2 separate regions of the Mus musculus genome follow, and region 2 is linked to region 1. A link is a contact called in public Hi-C data. All regions are on one chromosome and are shown on one strand. Each heading gives the region's core, a stretch centred on a gene start, on an enhancer-like site or on the middle of the called end of the contact. The rest is flanking DNA. Distances are from core to core; before and after follow the strand shown.

Region 1 (2,924 bases), core at 126-2,625:
TCAGTGTGTATCTATTCTTTCAGCAGTAGCGCACAGGCTGAGCCCTGTAGCTTCAGGATTAGTTTCATAGAGAAAATCCCCCCCTTATGTTTGCTCTTTCAATTTTGTGCAGGCTAGTTGATGATTTGGTTCATATTTTGAGCACTATCTTGTTCAGACATACCAGAATAGAGCAACTGCTAAGCATGGTAGACTCTAAACTATGAAAAATCAGTTAGATGCTTTCCAGAAAGAAAACTAAAGATGCAATAGCTGATGAAGCATGAAAAGCAACAGAAAGCTTTGATAAAGACAGGAGAAAGGACAGAAACCTGAAGAGGCTTTCCACTCTAAACAGTGGTGGGAAATGGAATATTATTGATACTTCCCCTGTGGACCATGAGCCTTATGCCCATACATGATTGTCATTCCAACACCTGAGTCAGCTACGTGCTGGTTTGTAAGACTATTAGCCTCTTCCCATCCCTCTCATGACAGTTCTAACGTCCCTAAAATTAATACACACACACTTCCAAATGAGCACATCCGCTACACACAGAATAACGTAAGATACAGGATGCCAACTTAGCAATAATGTCCGTGTCGGGAATCACCACACAACAGTCTACCGCACTCCTCATTGGTTTCACCGCTGTAATGCACAGAGCTATTTTACTTAGTTGTAGTGAAAAATGAAAAATGAAAGGGATTGATGTGAAGAGGGAATACATTTTAAATGCCTGTGTTTCTGAATGGGCACTGATGGGACGGAAGGACTGTTACTTTGTCCTGATCCCACCCTGACTCCATCTGTGCCTGCTTCCTGCTCTCGGCCTTCACCCCCTGAACAGTCATAGCCACCTCTGCAATATTCTCCAGACTTTTGGTGACCCTGCAGGTGCATAACCAAAACAACCTGCTGCTTGTATAGTCTAGGCAAATATGTTACCAGTTTCTCCCCACTTACACCTGACCTTGTGGTTTTGTGGTTCTTGCCCTTGTAAACATTATAACCATGAACTTCCATGCCAGGGGTTGTCCTGAGGCTGTAGCCTGCTCTTGGTCACTGGCTTATATAAAAGACTCTACTTTGGCCTTCTATGTGTGGTGGTCTATAACTTTCTTACCTGGATATATTGAGGCCCCCAGTGAAATTATCCCAAACATACCATAGGACTCAGACCTCCCTGGCCAGTGGGGAGGTTGTAGGAGAGATATCCACTGAAAACATTCCAGGGCCCCATGCCTAACACTGAGCCCAGAGAGGTCTGGAACGACTGCCGTATCCTGGACAGCAAAATGGATCAAATCCTTCTGACAGAGAGATGAGCCTCCCCGGCACATATGCAGCAGGGGGCTGCCACGTCTGGCCTCAGTGGGAGAGGATATGACTAATCCTGAGAGACTTGATGCCCCAGAGAAGGGGAATGGGGGTGAGAGTGTTCTTTCAGAAGCAAAGGGGAGGGGAGTGAGGGAGGAAGAAGGCAACACTTGGGATGTAAATAAATAAATAAATATTGGCTTCTCGAGGAAGAGCTTTTTTAAGGTCTAAGGAAGATAGGTCTCTTGAGAAGCCCTCTTTTTTTTTTTTAAATGTCTTTTTAAAAGTATTTTTTGACTTTTTATTTATTTTATTTTTATGTATATGAGTACACTGTTGCTCTCCACAGACACACCAGAAGAGGGCATCAGATCCCATTACAGATGGTTGTGAGCCATCATGTGGTTGGTGGGAATTGAACTCAGGACCTCTGGAAGAGTAGTCGGTTCCCTTAATACCTAGAGCCACCTCTCCAGCTCTTGACAAGCCCTCTTAAGGTTTGGAAAGGAAATACCTGACAAGGAGCCTTCTCATTCTACACTGGGATGCTAACGGCAGAGATTCTGCCTCCTAAGTCTATACAGAGACCAGGGTTTGAGTGGCTGGGTGGCCAATTGTGTGAGTGATGGATGTGGTCTGGACAGATTCTGATAGGAGGGTATCAGTTTCTGTTATTAGTGTCTTGGTCTCACCTTGTCTCAAGGACAGGAAAGCTGGTCTGTTCACTAAGCTCTTTTTGACTTAGTGATAATTAGAAGCCAACCCAGACTATGTGCCTCACCACTGAGGGAGAAACACACTAATTTTGTTGCCTATGACCCATGGGTGTTGCTAATCCCTTTCTGGGATTACACTGCGAGTTCCAGTAAACTCTGATTCTATCTGGTTTCTGTTTATCTTTCATCTACAGATGCCATAGTTGCCTCTTCCATTTCCTGAAGTGGAAACTTAAGGGTTCTTTGGAAAGTCAGTTGTGTTGGATGGCGTTTTGCTGGGGCAAACACGTGAAGGAGTGTTTTCCTGAAGCGGACACAGGGAAAAGGCTAAGGCAGACTTGTGAGGGAATGTTTGGCTGAAGCAGACACAAGTGAAAGGATATTTGCTAAAGTAAGCACGTGAAAGGACACGTGATGAAGGATTCTTTGTTAACAACACACAGGTATTGGTTTGCCTTGCAGAGTTGAGCTCCATTTTTCGGGAACTCCATAGAGAGAAATGCGCAAAAACAAAAACAAAAACAAACAACAAACAACAAACAACAACAACAAAACTCTTCTGGTGGTGTGCTGTGGCTTGCTGCAGCTTTTTGGCCACTTCCTCAGACTGGGGCTGACTGACAATGTGATGTCAGCAGAGATAGACTCGCATGGAGTTTTGCTAAGTCAGATCCACATGCTGAGGCAAGACATGTGATGACACAAGACCCACGGAGGACACATGATGTCTGGGAGGAGTATAAAAAAGGACTCGGAGGACAGTGACAGAGGCTGAGCTAGGCATGCTAGTACAATTGGCTGTGCAACGCTTATTGGTTTCGAGTCTTCGCTGATCTTTGCTTTGATGAAAGAGCCAAGGCCAAGGCCAAGGCCTGGCCGTCTCTGCTAGCTAGTGCCACTGCTGCTGA
Region 2 (2,924 bases), core at 263-2,762, 1.3 Mb before region 1:
CTCTCTCTCTCTCAGAACGGCACTTGGTGCATTCAGAGGCCATGAGTGAATTTGTTTTGGTTTTTTGAGACAGGATTTCTCTGTGTAGCCTAGGCTATCCCAGAACCCACTCTGTAAACTAGGCTGCCCTTGAACTCAGAAATCCGTCTGCCTCTGCCTCCCGAGTGCTGGGATTAAAGGCATGCACCACTGCTGCCCAGCATAAATTAATTCTTTCGAGTTACTCCATTTTTAGATCTTTGGCCAAGGATTTTAGCCATGGAATAAATGTTGTATCTTAAAACGTTTTCCTTACACATACTTTCGCCATACATATTACTTCATGTGGCTGTCGTACTGTTGGGTTAGTTTCCTCCATAGGGCTTTTAATGCCTTTAGCATGCCAACCTGAATCCTTCTGAGTTCTAGGGATGGAAATCGGGTCGGCCAGGCTAAGGCTGAGCCATCTTGGGGGCACATCGTGTGGCTGTTGAAACCCTGGACACATTATTTATTTACCGTAAGCCTCGATTGATTTTTTTCTAACTGTAAAATGGGCACAAATAATGTTACTTCAGAGGACTACTATTAGGATTAGATGACATAAGGAGAGTAGATTTGTTTAGCCCAGCAAAAAAATATTAAATGATGATAATACGTGTAAATAATATATTTGGCCTTCACACAAGAGAGGCTAAACGGCGTGACCCAAAATTACACATTAGAGAGCACGGCTGGGCCTTCGCCACCTCCTCGTCCCTCAGGGATTAGCAGATTCCCACTGGTTCCGACCAGAGCAGATGGACACAGGTGTAAAGGGAATGTCCAGTGACACCGGGTCCACAGTACAGTCCTGGTCTCGGCAGAGGGCCTCTGGGGCTGGAAGGGGGCTGGCTGATGGGTTTCCCCACGAACCCCACTTATTATAAGAGATGCGGTAATCCCGCACAGTGTGCGTGTTGAGGGAGCGAGGGTGGCCAGGAGATGGGCGCGCAGAGGACGCTCTAGTGGACACGGGGTGGAGGGTAGATTCACAGGGTGCGGGGGACGCAACAGCCCTGGAGCCGCAGAGCTGTGCGAACCACAGGGGCGGGCTGTGGGCACCCTAGGTCCCGCCACGTTCATAAGGCGCCAGGTCCCAGAGGCCCGGGCACTGCCCAGGAACCCGGGCCTGCGCTGTCTCCAGTCTCTCTGGAGTAAACAACGCTCCCACCCCCGGGCAGCGCCACCGCAGCCGCCGCGCGCAGCCCGCCCCGATCACCCCGCGTCCCCCGGGGATACCTGCGAGACCCCCCATCGCCGCAGTCCCCGGTTGTCGGTAGACCACCGTCCAGACGAAGAAGATGGAGAAGCCGGCTACCGAGCTGAAGCCGGAGTAGGCGGCGCGGAGGCCGAGCTGCAGCCGGGACGGGGCCATGGGGCAGCGGAGGAGCAACGCCGCCGAGTCACAGGTGCAGGGCCCGAGCTGGAGCCCAAGCCCCAGCCCCAGCCCGAGCCCGAGCCAGAGCCGCTGCCGCCCGGCGCTCCGCCCCCAGCCCGCCCCCGGTGCCAACGGCACAGCGCCCTCCCCGGCCGGAGGCCGCTCCCGACACCGCCGCTTGGCAAAGGCCGGCGACCCCTGGTGGAAGGGCAGGGTCCTGGCCTCATCCCCAGAACGCCACCTATCTAGCCTTGGCTGGCCTAGAAATACCGTCTTTACCGGAGCCGGCTACAATGATCATTTAAAAATATTTTGTATATGTGAGCACACTGTAGCTGTCTTCAGACACACACCAGAAGAGGGCATCCGATCCCGTTACAGATGGTTGTGAGCCACCATGTGATTGCTGGGTTTGAACTCAGGACCTTTGGAAGAGCAGTCAGTGCTCTTATCCGCTGAGCCACCTCTCCAGCCCCAATGAGCACTTTTTAATTTTTAAAATACTTTTGAATTTTTTTTTGAGACGTGGTGTCTCCACGTAGTCTTGTCGGTCTTGGAATTCCCTATGTAGGCCAGGTTGGCTTGGAACTCATAGAGACCCTTCTGCCTCTACCTCCTGAGTTCTGGGATTAAATTTTGAATGGGAAGTTCAAACTCATTAAAAGGACAAGTTAAGGCTATAGAAACTAGCCAGCTGTGGTGGTGCATGCCTTTACACTGGTAGAGGTGGAGGCAGAGGGAAGCAGATTTCTTTGAGTTCGAGGGAAGCTAGACCCAGTCACAAAAGTCACAAACCAAAACAAACAAGGAAAACCCATAAAACTGCACATGATGGCCCACACGTGGAATCCTGGCAATTGGGAAGTGGCCGAGGCAAGAAAACAGATCTGGGGAGCTAGTTTGATTCCCCAACTTGCCCGAAATTAAATAAGTAAAATAAAACTTGAAAAAAAATCTAAAATAATATAACAACAATTAACATATTCATTCTTTTTACCAGCCAGGTGGTGGTGGTGCTCACCATTAATCCCAGCACTCACTAGGCAGAAGCAGGTGGATCTTGGTGAGTTGGAGCCTAGCCTGGTCTACAGGGGTCAGCCAGGGCTACACAGAGAATCCCGGTCTCAAAAGACCAAAATAAGGGGAAAAAAATCTTTCTATCCATATTTCGAAGCAGTGGGTTTCCTTCCCAAAAGTTATACACACAGCACAAGATTGCTCCACACGTTTGCCACCATTTTAGTTTATTAAATTAAAAAGTGATCGTTGGCCAGGCAGTGGTGCCAAATGCCTTTAATCCCCGCATTTGGGAGGCAGAGAAGGGCGGATTTCTGAGTTCGAGGCCAGCTTGGCCTACAGAGCGAGTTCCAGGACAGCCAGGGCTACACAGAGAAACCCTGTCTCGGAAATTGTAGCTGACTCTGATAAAGACGCATTTCCAGGCCCGCCTAGGATCAGCTAGGTAGATGAGAGTCTGAGGATGAGCCTAGGACCCTACCCTTCCACCAGGGGTCGCCCGCCTTTG

Evidence for each region. A called contact is a pair of places that touch in the nucleus more often than the background predicts.
Region 2: a contact with region 1 is called in a Hi-C map of B cells, with 5 read pairs. The contact joins the promoter of Slc48a1 here to the enhancer-like site in region 1. A contact is called at or near these places in 2 of 39 promoter capture datasets (hippocampal neurons and pre-B cells), 1 of 484 Hi-C or Micro-C datasets (B cells) and 1 of 115 datasets of contacts at active chromatin or transcription factors (pancreatic cancer cells).

The regions. Positions count from the first base shown.
Region 1 is chr15:96,466,487-96,469,410 of GRCm38.p6, reverse strand. No RefSeq gene overlaps it. Among named protein-coding and RNA genes, the nearest start is that of Scaf11, 7.1 kb to the right of the region's middle. Within about 2 kb of position 1,375, at least 24 of the 459 cell types and tissues checked have an H3K27ac peak or open chromatin away from gene starts, as enhancers often do. A contact at or near this core is called in B cells, where this site is marked.
Region 2 is chr15:97,782,953-97,785,876 of GRCm38.p6, reverse strand. It overlaps Slc48a1 (solute carrier family 48 (heme transporter), member 1), which reads right to left and starts at 1,512. Exons shown (of 3, transcript NM_026353.4): 1 at 1,261-1,512. The coding sequence starts at 1,396.